Regions from separate parts of the Mus musculus genome. Here regions 1, 2, 3, 5 and 6 are each linked to region 4. Evidence: chromatin contacts called from public HiCAR-type, HiChIP or PLAC-seq and promoter capture Hi-C data. All regions are on one chromosome and are shown on one strand. The core of a region is the stretch at or near the end of the contact, and the rest is flanking DNA. Distances in the headings are between cores, read along the strand shown.

The links. Promoter capture Hi-C pulls out the DNA fragments that hold promoters and counts their contacts. HiCAR-type assays count read pairs that join an accessible place to other places. HiChIP or PLAC-seq counts read pairs in DNA pulled down with a chosen protein or histone mark. Capture Hi-C pulls out chosen DNA fragments and counts their contacts.
Region 1: a contact with region 4 is called in a HiCAR-type map of Th17 cells, with 5 times the contacts expected there. The contact joins the enhancer-like site here to the promoter of Endod1 in region 4. A contact is called at or near these places in 14 of 39 promoter capture datasets (the 3T3-L1 cell line, 3T3-L1-derived adipocytes, the C10 cell line and 10 more), 2 of 15 datasets of contacts at CTCF or cohesin (the NIH/3T3 cell line and large pre-B cells), 4 of 484 Hi-C or Micro-C datasets (bone marrow-derived macrophages, cerebellar granule neurons, cerebral cortex and 1 more), 24 of 115 datasets of contacts at active chromatin or transcription factors (the 230-238 cell line, SST interneurons, T-cell acute lymphoblastic leukemia and 17 more) and 4 of 9 other capture datasets (adipose tissue, embryonic stem cells, liver and 1 more).
Region 2: a contact with region 4 is called in an H3K4me3 HiChIP or PLAC-seq map of bone marrow-derived macrophages, with 2.9 times the contacts expected there. The contact joins the enhancer-like site here to the promoter of Endod1 in region 4. A contact is called at or near these places in 4 of 39 promoter capture datasets (the C10 cell line, embryonic stem cells, hippocampal neurons and 1 more), 5 of 115 datasets of contacts at active chromatin or transcription factors (bone marrow-derived macrophages, double positive thymocytes and embryonic stem cells) and 2 of 9 other capture datasets (adipose tissue and liver).
Region 3: a contact with region 4 is called in a promoter capture Hi-C map of second pharyngeal arch cranial neural crest, with 2.3 times the contacts expected there. The contact joins the enhancer-like site here to the promoter of Endod1 in region 4. A contact is called at or near these places in 4 of 39 promoter capture datasets (the HPC-7 cell line, cranial neural crest, liver and 1 more), 5 of 115 datasets of contacts at active chromatin or transcription factors (the NIH/3T3 cell line, astrocytes, bone marrow-derived macrophages and 2 more) and 3 of 9 other capture datasets (adipose tissue, embryonic stem cells and liver).
Region 5: an H3K4me3 HiChIP or PLAC-seq map of pro-B cells shows a contact between it and region 4, with 3 times the contacts expected there. The contact joins the enhancer-like site here to the promoter of Endod1 in region 4. A contact is called at or near these places in 15 of 39 promoter capture datasets (the 3T3-L1 cell line, the C10 cell line, the HPC-7 cell line and 8 more), 3 of 484 Hi-C or Micro-C datasets (the C2C12 cell line, adipose-derived mesenchymal stem cells and embryonic stem cells), 16 of 115 datasets of contacts at active chromatin or transcription factors (the 230-238 cell line, the NIH/3T3 cell line, the SCID.adh cell line and 11 more) and 1 of 9 other capture datasets (embryonic stem cells).
Region 6: a contact with region 4 is called in a promoter capture Hi-C map of adipose tissue. The contact joins the promoter of Ankrd49 here to the promoter of Endod1 in region 4. A contact is called at or near these places in 21 of 39 promoter capture datasets (the 3T3-L1 cell line, 3T3-L1-derived adipocytes, the C10 cell line and 14 more), 3 of 484 Hi-C or Micro-C datasets (the G1E-ER4 cell line, muscle stem cells and pre-B cells), 5 of 115 datasets of contacts at active chromatin or transcription factors (the SCID.adh cell line, bone marrow-derived macrophages, large pre-B cells and 2 more) and 3 of 9 other capture datasets (adipose tissue, embryonic stem cells and pancreatic islet).

Annotation. Positions count from the first base shown.
Region 1 is chr9:13,903,095-13,905,794 of GRCm38.p6, reverse strand. No RefSeq gene overlaps it. Among named protein-coding and RNA genes, the nearest start is that of Fam76b, 77 kb to the right of the region's middle. Within about 2 kb of position 1,279, at least 18 of the 459 cell types and tissues checked have an H3K27ac peak or open chromatin away from gene starts, as enhancers often do. A contact at or near this core is called in SST interneurons, Th17 cells, cerebral cortex and 1 more, where this site is marked.
Region 2 is chr9:14,073,021-14,075,791 of GRCm38.p6, reverse strand. No RefSeq gene overlaps it. Among named protein-coding and RNA genes, the nearest start is that of 1700019J19Rik, 16 kb to the left of the region's middle. Within about 2 kb of position 1,416, at least 62 of the 459 cell types and tissues checked have an H3K27ac peak or open chromatin away from gene starts, as enhancers often do. A contact at or near this core is called in bone marrow-derived macrophages, where this site is marked.
Region 3 is chr9:14,008,348-14,011,047 of GRCm38.p6, reverse strand. No RefSeq gene overlaps it. Among named protein-coding and RNA genes, the nearest start is that of 1700019J19Rik, 80 kb to the left of the region's middle. Within about 2 kb of position 1,342, at least 46 of the 459 cell types and tissues checked have an H3K27ac peak or open chromatin away from gene starts, as enhancers often do. A contact at or near this core is called in second pharyngeal arch cranial neural crest, where this site is marked.
Region 4 is chr9:14,379,912-14,382,627 of GRCm38.p6, reverse strand. Endod1 (endonuclease domain containing 1) reads left to right here and starts at 1,386. Exons shown (of 2, transcript NM_028013.3): 1 at 1,386-1,957. The coding sequence starts at 1,658.
Region 5 is chr9:14,697,668-14,700,486 of GRCm38.p6, reverse strand. No RefSeq gene overlaps it. Among named protein-coding and RNA genes, the nearest start is that of Gm10706, 5.4 kb to the left of the region's middle. Within about 2 kb of position 1,391, at least 42 of the 459 cell types and tissues checked have an H3K27ac peak or open chromatin away from gene starts, as enhancers often do. A contact at or near this core is called in the 230-238 cell line, T-cell acute lymphoblastic leukemia, pro-B cells and 1 more, where this site is marked.
Region 6 is chr9:14,783,314-14,786,013 of GRCm38.p6, reverse strand. It overlaps Ankrd49 (ankyrin repeat domain 49), which reads left to right and starts at 1,441. Exons shown (of 3, transcript NM_019683.4): 1 at 1,441-1,494. It overlaps Mre11a (MRE11A homolog A, double strand break repair nuclease), which reads right to left and starts at 1,360. Exons shown (of 20, transcript NM_018736.3): 1 at 1,257-1,360; 2 at 486-583. The coding sequence starts at 505.

The sequences.
Region 1 (2,700 bases), core at 30-2,529, 480 kb after region 4:
CCGCCTTTTTAAACTTCAGGGTGTTCTGCGAAACCCCTTGTTTCCAGTGACTCATCTTGAAATCACTGATTTCATCTTCCCAATTCTTCACAAAGCCAGAAAGGAAGATCATCAGTCCGACATTGTTTGCCCCTCCGAACACACCTGCCCTGCAACCTGAAGACTCCAGAGCTTGCTGTAATGGGCCAACTAAACACGTTGTGTTTCCTCCTTCGCAGGAGCAGAAATCTGTCTGGAAGACATGGCTCCCACCTGCTGCATCCACCTGCACGTTCCCAAAAATGTCTGGGAAGGATTTGCCTAAGTTAGTTGCACATAGTTCTGGAACATCTACTTTTGTGTCAGACGGTGACTGCCTTCTGGGCATGCGGCTGGCAGACAGATGGGCTCCCTTCGCCTCCAAGCTCTAGGAGGCGTAAGGAGATGAACACACGGATGCCGGACAGGCTTAGTCCAGATCAGGAAGGACCGAGTGACAGGTGTGAATGATGGCTGTGGCGGGTGTCAGAGGGCAACCCTTCTAAAGGAATGTCTGACCAGATTGCCACAGAGACAAGATCTGAAAGATTCTGGTAGAAAGAACAGCCTTGGTGAGAGAAGCCCGTAGCAAGGGAAGGGAGAACTGGGTGAGGCCAGAGGTCTCATCAGGACCTAGACCCATGGTAGAGATTTTGAATCTTATTCCGAGTGCACTGAGAAGGCATTGAAGGAGCCCGAGTCTAAATTTTGGACCATTGGTGTAGACCAGCTGTTATGAGGCAGAAAGACCAGTTACTAATGTCTTGGGGGTGTGGCCTCTGTTTCCATACCTGCACATATACAAGCAGCACTAAGGGATAATATATGTGTGTGTGTGTGTGTGTGTGTGTGTATGTATGTATGTATATATATATATATATATATATATATATTTTTTTTTTTTTTTTAAGGAAAGAAAAAGAATGTTTGGAGGAAAATGGGTTTCAGAGCCGACAGGGAGCTGGAAGGAAAGAATGAATGTACATAATCAAGACACATTGTATACATATATAAAGTTTTCAAGGAATAAATAAAAGTATTGTTTAAAAAAAAAAGAAAGAAACGATCATGCTTGGGCTGAAAAGTCCAGAGAAGATGGGAGAAGGTGAATGTCTTTCCGGGGAGAACCACACAGGCCAAAGCAAATGAGCAGCACTTCCCCTAAATGTTTAGTCATGACTGGTAACCATTTCCTGAACCTTGGCAGTGTATCAGAGGCAGAGCTCTAGGGAGAGACTGGGGGCTGATGCGGTGCTGAAGACATCCATTTGAGTTACATTTTAGTCATCTACATAGAAATGTCAAGCAGGCAGCAGGATATGCAACAGAAGAGCTGGTGGAGGAGGCCATTCCTGGAACTATATGGAAGGTGCTTTAATGCTCCTGAGAGAGGGGGCCTTGCAGAGTGCTGGCTGAGCATTCACACCTAACCATGTGCAATCCCCTGCAAGTTGTATGTGTAGCTGTCATCTGGTTTCCCTATCACCCGGGCCTTTCGGGCCTTTCCTTTGTTGTCCAGATCTTCTTAAAATAACCACCCAAGCCAAAAGGGCACTGTCACAAACCTACCCTTGTCAGACAATAACCTGCTTTCTATGACAATACAGAGAGTCTGAGAGTATTCATAGGGAGAAGGCTTCTGCCCAGACACTTAGCCCCCAGGCCATCCCTCAGGCCCCACTGTCCCTCCAGCCCTCCTGTGCTCTGCATTTTCTTTGTATTGGTCCCTGGTCACCTCTGCGCCCACTTTGGAGCCTTGATTTTACTTCCTAACCAGTCAACGTTTTGACTCCTAAAGGTTTTCTTATTCCCAGGTACATTTGTTTTTTCACAACAAGGTTGGAAGATCAAAGGTTCTCCAGTTCCTACAAATGATTCTCGATTGGGGGAATTTCATGTAGAACCTTCCAGTCTCAGCACACGGATTGATTTTTTTTTTTCCCATGGCTACATTGTCCATAGTTTCTCACCATTTCCACCTCAAATCCCTTTGTGGGGAAACTAGGAAGCATTCTGTAAGGTGGATAAAATTGAGGCTCCTATGTAAAGGGAAGTAAGCTGCTCATGGTGAGCCAACTCCATGTTCATGCTTGAGAGAGGCAAAGAGATGACTAAACTCTTAGAAACAGAATGAGGTTTCTAGGGGATGAGGGGAGAGGCAAACAGAGAGACATTTAGTAGGTAGAGAGTTTCAGTTTTGTAAGATAAAAATCATTCTAGAGATAGACTTTAGAACAATGTGAATTTAACCTACCGAACCATGCCCTTAACACTACTAAGCTATGAACTTAAGAACCTCTCGGAAGATAAACTGCATGTTATGCTAAAACCACAGTTAAAACTTAAAACTAGCGAAACCTAAAAGAACAAGCCCCAGAGATCAGTACAAAAAGATGCAAACCATTGTAGCTTAGAAAACCATTTCTCCAAAATGAAGAATACAAAACAATTGATCGATGTACCAATATCCTAAGCCCAATAAACAAGCAAATATAGTTCTGCCAATTACACAGAGCTTTGTTGGCCATTCTCCCTCCGGGATTCTCCCCAGAGAAAATTAAACCCAAGTCATCATCTTGGTTTTGCCCATCTCAAGCAGAAAGTCCAATTAAATCAAGTACTAATATTTTAGATCACTGAAGACGAGCTCCTTCCCTTCCCTCAAGCCCCTCCTTGCCATGA
Region 2 (2,771 bases), core at 167-2,666, 310 kb after region 4:
CAGAATTCTCTGTAAATCATGTCAAGGATCCTGTGCACACTGTCATTATCTCACTTGAGTAATGAGTTACAAACGAACATGCCCAATGAATGATGCGTTTAGAGACAGGTGGGGTTATCCTGCCCCACTTTGACTGATATCACTTAGAGAGCAGCTTGATGTCCTGGGCATGTGGCCAGCAAATGAGAGAAGCCTGCACTGTGTGCCAGCGTCCCCAGCTGCTGGCTCAGCGAGTGTCCTTGCATTGTGCTCAGTGTCCAGCAGTGAAAAGAGCTGGCTGGGTAGGATTGTCCTAAACTGTTCTACTGCCCAGGATCTCACTCAGAAGTTGCTTACAAGGCCAGGGTGATCCAGTGCTCCAAAACGTGTTGTTTGCCAGGGACCTGGGAGGAAGGCCCAGGTTACAGACCGCCTTCTTTTTAAATTATTATTTTATTTTAGTTGTTGTTGATGATGATGTTGTTGAAAAATGGGTTTTTGTTCATATACTGTATCCTGGTTGCAGTTCCTACTCTCTCTACTCCTCCAAATTCCTCCTTCCTCCACTTCTTCCAGTTCCTCCTCCCTCTACTCCTCCCAGTTCCTCCTCCCTCTACTCCTCCCATTACCTCTTCCCTCTACTCCTCCCAGTTCCTCCTCCCTCTACTCCTCCCAGTTCCTCCTCCCTCTATTCCTCCCAGTTCCTCCTCCCTCTACTCCTCCCAGATCCTCCTCCCTCTACTCCTCCCATTAACTCCTCCCTCTACTCCTCCCATTACCTCCTCTCTCTACTCCTCCCAGTTCCTCCTCCCTCTACTCCTCCCAGTTCCTCCTCCCTCTACTCCTCCCATTACCTCTTCCCTCCACTCCTCCCATTACCCCTCTCTCTACTCCTCCCTACTTCTCCTCCTTCTACTCCTCCCTATTTCTCCTCTTTCTACTCCTCCCTATTTCTCCCTACCTCTTTTCCCATCAGGATCCATCTCATTTCTGCCTCTCATTAAGAAACAAACAGGCTTCTTAAGGGATAATAATAAAATAGAATAATGAGACCGGTTCATCTGCACACTCACGAATTTCATGCAAACCTTAAACTGGAAGCCACAGTATATATGAAAAAGACCTGTATGATAAAAAGAGAGAAAAAATAAACATAAAGAATTAAATTAGGATTAAAAAGAAGATAATTCAAAAAAAAAAACAAAAACAACCACAAAACCCCCAGCACCCTGATGAGACGTTGTGAGACAAGGAACCTCAACTGTTACCACTGAGTTCATTTTCTGTTGGCATTTACTGCTGGGCACGCAGCCACCTTAGTCATAATTAGTTTCCCTAGTGAGACTTCCTTGGAGGAAACTAAATTGCAAGTGGTTATCAAATGGGTTGATAACTTCTGGGTTAGTGATGACGCCATGTGTCCACTTCTCCTTTCAGTTCTAAGACCCCACGTGGCACAGAGCCATGCAGGCCTCATGCACGCTGCTTCTATCTTTGTGAGCTTATATGTGCGTGGATTCTGTTGATTTAGAGGGCCTCATTTCTTGGTGTCCTCCATTATCTCTGTCCCTTACACTCTTTCTGCCCCCTCTACCACAGCCCTGAGGGGAGGAATTTGATGGAGATGTGCTGTTAAAGCATGAGTGTTCCACACTCCCACTCTCTGGATGGTATGTGGCTGTGGGTCTCTGATTTTCCCTTCTTCTCTAGGGAGAAACCTCTCTGAGGACGCTTGGGCAAGGCACAGAGTTACGAGTATAGCAGAGTGTCATTGAGGGCTATACTACTGCTTTGTTCTTTTTTTTTTTAATTTTTTATTAGGTATTTAGCTCATTTACATTTCCAATGCTATACCAAAAGTCCCCCATACCCACCCACCCCCACTCCCCTACCCACCCACTCCCCCTTTTTGGCCCTGGCGTTCCCCTGTACTGGGGCATATAAATTTTGCGTGTCCAATGGGCCTCTCTTTCCAGTGATGGCCGACTAGGCCATCTTTTGATACATATGCAGCTAGAGTCAAGAGCTCTGGGGTACTGGTTAGTTCTAGAACAAAGATCTAGTATCTAGTATTTTGTTTTACCCTATGTTCCTGGGCTGTCTAGTCTCAGGTTCTTGGTGACACAAGCAGTGCTTCATTTAGTGACAAGAGATGGCTAGTTGGAGTTCTTTCTTCACCATTATTTCATGATTTCTTTTAGATCATGTTCATCTATGAGTATATTTTAGGAAGCTTCAATTGTATTAGGTTTTAATAAATTTTAACTGTTTCTTCCCATATTCCTTTCCTTTCCAGCCCTCCCCTATCCATTGATAACTATCTATCCTATTTCCTTTAGCCACGGAAATGGATCTGTATCCTAGCCCCTTACTCTATGCCTAATCTCTGAGGGTCTATGGATTTTAGCCTGATTATCATTGACTTAACAGATAAAATCTACATATAAACTAATGCATACTATATTTGTCTTTCTTGGTCTGGGTTACCTCATTCAAGATGATTTTTTTTTCTAGTTTCATCAATTTGTCTGTGAATTTCATTGTGGTAGATCAATTCCCATCTACACTGATTTCCAAAGTAGCTGTACAAGTTTTCATTCCCACCAGCAGTGGACGAGTGCTCCCCCCTACTCTACATCCTTGATAGCATGAGCTCTCATTTTTTGTTTTTTTGTTGTTTGGTTTGGTTTGGTTTTTTTTTTTTTTTTATCTTAAACTCTCTAACAGCTGTAAGATGAAATCTCAAAGTAGTTTTCATTTGTACTTCCTTTATGGCTAATGATACTGAAAAT
Region 3 (2,700 bases), core at 93-2,592, 370 kb after region 4:
CCCACATGTTAGTTCTTCAGGATTTGACCACACAAAGCACAGGCATCTTCTGAACGCACCGATCTGCCTTGGTCCTGTGACATTTAGTGGTGTTTACAAAGAAGTGGAGAGAAGAGGAAACAGAGGCCAAGGGCCAACAGATGTCCATCCTGCAAAACACTCTGAAGGAGGCAAGGAGGCAGCATTGCTTCTGGGACCCCAGTAGCTCAGAGAGCAGGAAACTCCTCCCACAGAATGCAAGATAACCAAGAAACAACCTCTTGGGATACCTCCCAGGCTACCCCATGGTCTGCACTGAGAACTGAGCTGTCATTCATCAACAGTGTTGAGAACGTCAAATGTTAGCTACAGACATGACATCAGCGCTGGTGGGGGACTTCCCAGACAAGGCCAAAATTTCACTGCACAATTAATTTACTGATTGCTGTGATGATTATGGGATGTCATAAGATTTGCATGGCTGTCCATGGAAGTTCACTCTCTTCTGGGTTAGGGTCTGAGAAGAATCCTTTTGCATTGTGTGATGTCATCAGAGTAGGAAATGCACTCACAGCAGCAGTTTAAGCCCAGCTCCTCTTTCGGAAGGCCCCATGTCAAACCTGAGCCCTAGTGGTGACCTTTTCAATTGCTTCCATTCATCAGGCAGGCAGGCAGGAACCACGATTTCACGAGCTATGAATCAGTCTTTTCACCAGGAAATTGGTTTTTGAAAGAGCCTGGTGGTGATGACTAAGAGGTTTTATACACTGGAGTTTCAGTTAATGTCTGTGGTTTCTTGTTTGTTTGTTTGTTTATGTTTTATGACTTGAGGGAAAAATTCAAATCTAAAACTAGATTTCTATTTCTCTACATGGATCTTTGTAAATATACCAACAGTGCTGTGTGTTTGTCTGTGTGACTATGTATGTGCATGTGTGTTTATGTGTGCCTGTGTGTATTTGTCTCTGTGTGTGTCTCCTTGTATGTTAATGTGTATATGAGAGTTTATGTGTAGTATATTTGTGTGTTGGTGTGTTTGTGTAGATTTGTGTTTATGTGAGTGTTAGTGTCTGTGTCTCTCTGTGTGTGTGTGTGTATTGCAGAAGGCAGTATTATAATTTGACATTTTTTTGAGTTAACAACTTTTTTATTAGATATTTTCTTTATTTACATTTCAAAGGCTATCCCAAAAGTCCCCTATACCCTCCTGCTACCCTGCTCCCCAACCTACCCACTCCCGCTTTTTCATTTTCATTGCTGTTTCTTGACATAGTGGGGTTTTAAAGGTTTATTCAGAAGTGCAGGGGGAAAAAAAACAAGGAAAAATGCCCGTCTTGCAAATCAACATATGTTTCTAATTTTAAATCTAAAATAACAAGACAGGAGCGAAGGCAAGCTGTGCAGGCTTTCTGTAGGGCTGTAGGTCTGGGAAGGCAAGGTCTCTTCTTAAATTTATTTACAACTTCAGCATTCATTACCCAATGGAAATAATTGTTTGGAATGAAACGAACGTATTAAGAAACAATTGTTGAGGACCACATCTGTGTAGGAGTTTGGATAAAATCTAGTTAGGGATAGAAAACAAAGCAAATACTCAGATGGGCATGGTGGCTCAAACCTAAGATTCCAGCACTCAAGAGGCCGGAAGATCATTATGAGGTTGAGGCCAGCCTGGGCTTCATAGTGAGCCCCACACCAGTCTGAGCTATAGCACTGAGACCCTGTTCCCTTGCTTCTCAAGCTTACTGATGCTGGGAGCCTTTAATACAGTACTTCAGGGTGTGGTGATCCCAAGCAAAAGTTATTTTCATTGCCATTCTAACTGTAATTTTGCTCCTGTTACAAATCATAATATAAATATCTTATATGCAGTATACCTGACATGCAATCCCAATGAAAGGGTTATTTGAGACCCCAAAAGGGCCATGGTCTATAGGTTGAGAACCACTAACCTGACTATAGAAATAAACAGCCACTCCAAGATGATAAATGGCTAACTTTTGTGCAGATATTTTTCAGGTGTTCAAAAAAGAAGTTGACCTAGTCTGAGAAGGATTGGTGGGTGAGGAGTTTTGGATCTATGTCCTGAAGAGGGCTAGAAGGACATTGTGGGCAAAGAGAGTGTTCAGTGATAGAGAGGAGCAAGCTCATCAGGTCATAGAGAATGGTTTCTGTGCATGGAGCTGTGTGTGCACACTGAGGATGTAGGCAGAAAGCAGACTAGTGGACTAGCACAACAGGCTTAGGAAACTGTTGCTATTTTTGTTGCAGTCCAATACTGGTTACACAGTGTCAATGAGTCTTTGAAGGTGGGTGTTGTGGCGCAGAGAAGGGCAGAGTAGAAAATGGCTCGTTTTTTTCTACACGCTACAAGAAAGCTGAGGGACTGGGCAATAGCAGTGGTACTTGACTGGCACAGGGTGGCTTTTATTTGAGAGATGTCCATTGGGTTAGGGTTCCCACCATGAAATTCCTGCCATGCAAATGAAGACAGTCCTGCTGGCTGCTATTTCACAGTGGGGACTGGGTTTATACGGCAGCCACTGGGTGGTACCAGATTGATTCTAATTAGCCAAAAACTGTTGTTTTCTTTTATGGTATCATTTATGCCTGTGGGTCCTGATAGTAACCAATGCCCTATATTCCATTGGGTACAATGATGTTTTAAGCAGGGTGAGGAAATTAGAATGGGTAAACTAATGAATCATTGCCTAGACCCAA
Region 4 (2,716 bases), core at 137-2,636:
AGTATTATCAACATTAGATGTTTATATCTGGCAGCAGCCCACAGGAGGCTTGGATAAAACTGAAGCCTACTGTGGGTCTGAGGCAGTGGGGCAGAGATATGTACACAGCTAGAGTCCTGGGTGTTAGAGCTGTCCACATTGACTCTCACTGACCTGACGCTCACCAAGGAAGCCAAGCTGATCTTCAAGCCCCAAGAACTTAGCTGTTTCTGTGCCCCCAACATGAGATCACAAGTCTGTGCCACCTTGCCCTGCTTTTCTTTTTAAACTCAGGTTCTGTGCATCAAACGCAAACAGATCCTCTTGCTTATATCTGGACCCCCGCTGCCAAGTTTGCGTGGCAGTCACTGTGACCATGAAGCCATCTCCCCAACCTGGTTATGGTAGAAAGATCCAAGCTTTCAGTGATGTTTTATTTATTTATTTTGTTTGTTTGTTTGTTTGTTGAAACGGTCTTGATTTGTAGTCCAGGCTGGTCTTAACCTCTGTCCCGGAATTACGAGCCTAAGTCGCCCTTCTCAGTTCCCTAACCTAATGTATACTGTTGCTCCAGACCTCAGTTTTATTTTTAAACTAAATTAATTACTTCAGTTTGAGTCAGGGTCCAAGAAGCCCATTCTGCCTTTGAACTCCTGGTCCCTGTGCACACCACCACAGCTAGTTATTTACTGGGAGTGGGAACCGGGGCTGGGCTTCTTAATCCTAGTCAATCACTCTGCTCACATCCCAGCCAGATTCCTCTGCTCTTTATTCCACCAGCCTGTCTCAAGTCCCTCCCACATTCTTTTCCCCTCTGGGAAAGTCCAGCTTGGGGCTGCCTTCCTCAGGGTGTCAGTTCAGATATCATCTTTTCAGGCCAACTTCCTTCACTGTATCCTAAAACCCTGTAGGAGTCACGCAGTGGATTAACACTGGGTTTTCAGTGATTCCGTAAACAGCATGTTTTGTTTGTTTGTTTGTTTGTTTGCTTGTTTTTTAATTAATACTAGGCTCACCAAACAGAGATCCTGCTCTTGTCGGTTATCACTCTACTAATTCAAGGTGGGGGTGTGCAGAGGCATGTGAGCAGTGGGATGAATACAGGGTGTTGGCTGTCTTGTTCCCTTCTGAGTTTCGGTTTGATATCTAATGCTCATACCAAGTAAACCACGGCCGGGCTGTGCTGTCTGCCTAAGAACTTCCTTTATCAGTATTTATTTATTTATTTATTTATTTATTTATTTATTTATTTATTTATTTATTTATTTATTTAGCAGGGTCTTACGGATCCCCCTGCCTCTACCAAAAACCCGGCTTTAACAGGGTTTCTTAACTGGGGTCTGATGCGGAAGGGTAGGCACCGTCTCCTCTGTGGACATCTCCCCATCCCGGAGGAACCTGGTGCACGCAAGGTCCGACTTCTCAGCGCCAGCCCTGGGGACAGCCCCTTGGGCTAAGCCAGTCCAGCGCGGAGGGGGAGCTCTGGCACACAGCAGCGCCGCGGCAGGTGTCCGGTCTCCAGGGGTGGGTGCAGCCGCAGAAAGCCGCGGCTGAGCACTGCAGCCATCTTCGGGGTGGAGGCGGAGAAGGGGCGCGGCCTTGGCCCAGAGCCGCCCCGCCAGAGAGGCTCACCGCGGACTTCCCTGCTCTAGCGGCGCCCGGCCGCGCAGAGGCCGCCATGGGCTGTGCGCGCTGGCTGGCGCTGGGCGGCCTCCTGGCCCTGGCAGGGCTGTTGCAGGCCCGGCTGCTGCTCCCGCAGCAAGCGGGCTTCGGCGAATGCGACCGTTTCTTCTACAAGGGGACCCCACCCGCCGGGCTGGCGACCGAAGCGCACGTGAGGATCTGTCAACGCTTCGCGGGCTCCGAGCGCTTCGCCACTCTGTACAGTCCTGGCCACCGCATCCCCGTGTTCTCCGCGTTTCGCGCTGCGCGCCCGGCGTCCCGCAGTGCCGAGCAGCGCGGGCTGCTGGAGCCGCAGGTAAGCAGGACTCGGGAGAACCGGGATCTGAAGTTCAGATCTACCCCCCAGCGTCTCCCCATCCCCAAACTGCAGCCTGCCTTGCCTGGGTGGGAGTCTCCACTTAAGCCGCAGGGGCGGGAGGTTCCCCGAGGAGATGGCCCTCCCTCCTCTTGGGCTCAGACGTCTGCAGTGTCTGGTTGGTTTCCTGGGTAGTAGAGAACATGAACTGGGAGACAGCCCTTGGTGGCCAAGACCGGGCAGATCCGCGGGAAGCACAAGCTTCCCAGGCCCGCCCACATCCCCTCAGCAACATTTGGGCGGTGGGCAAGTTCACCCCACTTTACAGGAAGCAGCTCCAGACAAGGAGGGGTGAAGGAGCTTGCAGAAGACCACCCAGCTGGTGAGATGAGTGAGCTGGTCTTGAGGCTAGAAAATCACTGCCCTTTCTGCTAGGGGAAAGCTTCTGACAGTGCAAGGACTTTGGGAAGCTCAGTGGGGGTAGTACCCACGCAGAAAGGACAAACCAGTTTTTCCTGAATCTTCGTATCTGTAGATTATCAGACCATTGCAATCAAGTGACCTTTCACAGTGTTGGGTCTGTCTGGCGGCAGGGATCAAACACCGAGAAAGCCTTCCATGGGCCATACAGAAACTGCTGACTGGCTCTCCTCTGCCAGGTCTCCGCAGTAAGACACCCTGTCCTGCCTCTCTGACTTCTCCCCAGCCTTCCAGCCCTGTGTGTCCCAGAGCCCTTGGTTCCTGCCGGCCACCAATACA
Region 5 (2,819 bases), core at 142-2,641, 320 kb before region 4:
GGAAGTTGTGTGCGTGTGTGTGTGTGTGCATGCATGTGTGTGCATGCAGGTCTTCTTGAGGCCTTCTTGAGGAGGAGCCAGGTACCTGAGGGACACCAGGCAGCAGTATTGTCACATTGCACTAAAAACATTCGTTTGTTGTTCTTTTCCCCTTCTTCCTTCTTCCCTCCCTCCTTTCCTCTCCTACCTTCTCCTTTCTCTGTCTTGAGACAGTCTTGTCATGGAATCCAGGCTGCTCTAAAACCTGTAACAGTACCCCTGCCTCAGCTCCTGAGTACTGGCACTATGCAGGTAAGCACTACCACACAAGGCCAAAACTTTTTCCTGAGTTGTGTTGGGGAGCTCTGGTCAGACCACTGTCAAGCCTGGCATTCACATTTAATATCCACAGCTGTATGACTAGACTGTATTGAACACTTGGCAACTGATAAAATTATGGATTAGTCACAAGATTAGCCAGAGTTGATGAGATTAACATGTCATGCAAACGGACTTGAGAGAGAAGCCACAACTCTCTCCTGCCTTAATGCACGGTATTGAAAAACTGAGAAAACCTTGCAGGGATTTCATGTGTGAGCTCCTCCTGAGGAAGCTGGGGTCATATACAGGAGTCCTCAGAGACACAAGGCAATGGCAATCTGTGTCATAGTGTCCTTCTGTCAAGCTTTTAAGGTTGCCCGAGTTTGCTGTCTGTTGTGATGAACACCATGAGTGAAAGCAACTTGGGAAAGAAAGGCGTCGGGTGACATGTCCTGATCACACTCCATCACTGACAGAAATCAAGGCAGGAACTCAACAGGAGCAGGAGCAGGAACCACAGAGCAGGAGCAGGAGCAGGAGGAGGAGCAGGAGCAGGAGGAGGAGCAGGAGCAGGAGCAGGAGCAGGAGCAGGAGCAGGAGCAGGAGCAGGAGCAGGAGCAGGAGCAGGAGCAGGAGCAGGAGCAGGAGCAGGAACAGGAACCACGGAGGGCTGCTGCTTGTTTCTCAGCTTCCTTGAATGCAGCCCAGGTCCATCTGTCCAGGGGTGGCACTGCTCGCAGTGGACTAGTCACCTTCACATCTTATCATTAATCAAGAAAACACGGACTTGCCCACAGGCTAATCGGGTGAGGTAATTCCTTATTTGAAGTTTCTGATTCCCAGGTGACTCGAGTTTGTGTTGACTTGATTAAACGAACCAGCACGGGTGGGCTAGAGGCCTATCTAACCAGATGCCTTGTATTAATCAGTGTGCATGAAGTCTATGTCCCTTGTCTAACCAGCTTTGCCCCTGTCGAGGGTGCCTTTCTGAATAGATCCACCAGAGGGCGCATGTACACTGTCCTTTACTGTGCTGGGAGCTGCAATGCTTAGAGAATCAACTTTGAGTTAACTCCAGAGAGCAGCATAGGATTATGAAATCTGTGCTTAAATTCAGATTCCAACAGGCTGGGCGTTGTGTAGGCTCCTCTTACTCTCTTACACTGTCTTCACCATGAGGAGGAGTGGTCTACACTGCGGGAGACAGACCTTACCACAGAAACAGCTTTTTGTTCTGTTCCTTCAGTGTTGGGGGTCAAACTCAGGGCCTCAAATGTGTCAGGCAATTGTTCTACCATTTAGCTACCATCACCCCCCCCCCCCGCGCGCGCGCACACACACACACACACACACACACACACACACATAGTGATTTCATTGATCATGGATGAAGCCTAAGCATCTAAATGTTTTTAACGCCAGGTTTTAAAAGTGCCACATCCCAGTAATGCTACCAGGCTTCAGGCAGTTGCTACAATAAGCCCCATTCTGGCTCTCCTGCTGTGACCGTCACCTAAGTTAACTAGCATCTCATCAAAGCTGCTGGTTGTAAAGAGAAAAGAAACATGCAGCCAGCTTCAGCGCAGCACTGGGTTTGAGTCCTAGAACTTCCACTTGGCAGCCATGAGACCTTGAGTTAATTAGTCACCCTGAGCCTCAGATCTTATAAAAATCCCTATGCCCGTTGTGTAGAATTATTGTAAGAGCGGTAGACGTCAAAGATAATGTAGCTGGCTTTAGTAAGGAGAACCACATAATAAGATCAGATGATCAGTGAACGGATGACACATTTTAGTCAGCACACTTGTATGCCAGGCACTGTGCTAGACTCAAATCTCATAACTCTGCTTAAAGTGCCACTTTTTTTTCTAGATACTTATCAGTTTCTTTTCTCATTGCTGTGACCAAATGTGTGGCACTAAGCAACTAAAGAGAGGACCGGTTTATTTTGGCTCACAGTTGAGGGGATCAGGGTGTCTTGGATGGGGAGGCATTCAACTGTAGTGTCTGGAGAGGCTGGTGGCTCTCTTCTGTACCCATGGCTCAGAGGCAGAGACAGGACAGGAAGTCCTAGCTCGCCAGCAACCCACTTCCTTCAGCTAAGCCCTGCCTCCTAAAGGTTCCACAACCCTGTACAATAGCGCCACCAGCTGGGAAGGAAGGTTACAGCACACATGAACGTGGCTTAAACACAGGGTTGCAAAGAATTTCACCTTCATGGGGGATTGGAAGGATGTGGAAGAAAACATACTTTAAATACATTCCTGTGGGTGCCATGGAGGTGCAGTAATCGTGTCTCATTTTCTATTTAAAACCTTTGGGAGGAATGAAGATGACAAAGCGACATCGTGACTGTGGCTCCTTCCATGTGGCACAGAACAGAGGCTGTAGACTCGGACCATTTCTTCCCAGCGGAAGACTCCGCCATCTCGCGGCCTTGAGTACTCTTGAACGTGGCCAAGTCTATCTCAGAGATGTGCTAGAATTTCTGGCTCTGTCTACCGCTCCTCCTTCTTTCC
Region 6 (2,700 bases), core at 192-2,691, 400 kb before region 4:
AAGGAGTATTATTAGTCTAGTTATGCAAATGAAAATAAAACCAGGCAAGCCAGAGAACTGCTGATCTTCCTAACATTAAACAGCTAATTTTGACCAAGAACTTGAAACCAGAGTGGAAGACACCACTCGTGTTCAAGGATTTTCTTCTGCCACCTGACTTCTATAGTCCTTTTATTTCTTTCCATTTTGTTCAAATTCACTTCAACTAGGGTAACTTACTCTAAAGGACTATTTATAGACTCGAGACTAAGACAAAGCCAGAGAGCATGAGCCTCCCTGCATGGCCATGTAATTACTGCAACACATTCATCTATTGCTCCACCTCATTATTTATTTATTTATTGCTAATAAGCATAAGTATGTGCTTTTAATTATGCATGACAGACGTTTTGGGGGATACTCTATCCATTATTAAATTCTGTTGCTGTTTATATTAAAATATCACTTTTCTCGTAAGGTCATCACAATTAATATGTCAGGCTTACAGTGGATCTGTGGGGCTCATTTTTATAGTAGAGTTCCTCTGTACCAGGTTCCTCTCCAAGTGTTCAGGTATGTCAGAAAAACCACTCGAATCCAAACTCTAAAAATAAATACCAAAATGCACATATTATAAAGGTTGCACATATTTCACTAACATGAGCTCAGTTGCAGGGTAGACTTTTTGAACAAGCGCTAGTGATTTTGAGAAAGTCCTATGTACGTCTTCAACACTTACTATAATTGTTTCATGACCTAAGAACAGAAAGCCACATCCTGAAGTGAAGTCCTAATTGCACTATCACTACTATTTCTCTACTATCTTCTTCATGAGATTGGTGTGTAGTAAACCCCTGGACAGGAAAAATGAAACGTAACTTTCTACGTGCATAATTTAAGCTGCTCCGCGCAGGACTTTGAATCAGAGGCCACCCCATACTCTTAACACTAACATGGGTTTTATGGGGCAGCCCACATTTAAAGACAGAATAAATAACCAACACATGGTCTAAGTGGAACACCTCGCATCCCCAGCTCGGCGAAGGCGGCGCTGCCACTACAGGAGACCTCCCACCCGCGGGACTCCGAGGCGGACTCCGAGGCGGAACGCAGAGCCCGCATCCCTCCATGCCCACCCGGCCCGTCTTCCCTAACGGCCCCACGCACTCGGGGCTTCCGTTCGCCCCGGACCCGCACGCTACAAGACCGTAGCAAAGCCTAAGTTACCCAACATGGACTTGTCAGAGTCGACCAGGGAGGCCACAAGCCATCTCTACCTCAGGAAAAGGGGGCGGGAGTCTCCAGAACCACAAGAAAACCGCTCCCAGAAACCTGAATTAGGCGCGGGAGAGCGGCATCCGTACTTCTCGCGAGATCCATTGATGACGTGACATCACAGAATGTCTAGATTCTCATTGGCTACAGAATGGCTCCGTCACCTCACAGGAGCCAATCCTGAGCAGCGAAGGGGCGAACCCGGAAAGGAAGTTCTCGGTGAGGTTCTCTCTGTGAAAGGTGAGGCGCGTGTCCGGAGCGGTGGGGCGGGCGGCTGTGGGCGGCCGGCCACCTCGCAGGTAGCATCGTGGCAGAGTCTTCGCTTTGCGATTCGGAAGGCCTCGCCTGCTAGACCAAAGACCTTTCTTCCCTGCTTCCCCTGACGATCGCCCCAGAAGCCTCGGTTTTGTGTTTTCAGAGAACCTTGAAGAAAGTGCAGTAGAAATGATTTGGAGCCTTGAGTTAGAGCAGACCCCCTCAGGACCTCAGAAGGGCCCGTGTACCGCAGCGACAGTGATCTGTCAGTACCCGAGCGCAGGCCTCTGAAATGGGGGGCTCCACCCAATGAGATGAGAACTGGAACAGTTGCTATCTCTCTCAAAATGGAGGGTTCCCTTTAAATTAGGAAATGCATCCTATTCCTCCATAATAGTATGCATCGAGCTTTATACCCAGAGTCGAGATACATTTGGGTTTGATTTTTTAATTAAGCATACCAAGACAATAAGTTAAGAATTAATATGAAGGAGTTTTCAGGTGTGGGAAGGGGGGCTGCGATCTGTGCCATATTTTGGTTAGTGACATCTGTTAAGCGCTTAATGAATTGGTGTATAGTAGCTTTTTAAAAAATGAGTTTGAAGTGAAAGGAAATATTGAAAATGTTAAGAAAATAGTTCTGATAGTTCTTTTAAAAAAGAAAAAAGAAAAACACAATGCTGCCAAAACCTTAACAAATCCCTTAATGGAGTTTATAGGCCCTAAGAAGTCATTGGTCATGATTCTGATACTCTTGTCACTAGTGATGAAGCTTAATTGGACAATGGAATATTAAACTTGAAATTAAGTAGAACAAATCTATGAGGAGTGTGTATAACTAAGTTCCTCTTAGAGGCCATTCAGAGCAAGATTAAATGATAGGTCTTAAGTTTAATGATACAAATAGTTCTTAATGCAGGTTACATACAAATGGCATAATAATCTGTGTTAAAGATGGCCTATCCTTAAAAGCTTAATAGCAAAACAATATAAGACATAGCACCTGAAATAATAAACATTAGATTCTAATTGGGTCAACAGAAAGAAGTGGTAACACTAACAATAGCAACAAAAAACTGCCAAATTCAACAAATATGGTTAAAAGATTGATGGTTTTCAAAGTAACTTCTCATTTTCTTTAAGGCTTATGTGCTAGGTAACTCTTGAAGTTGATGTCAGTGTATAAATTAA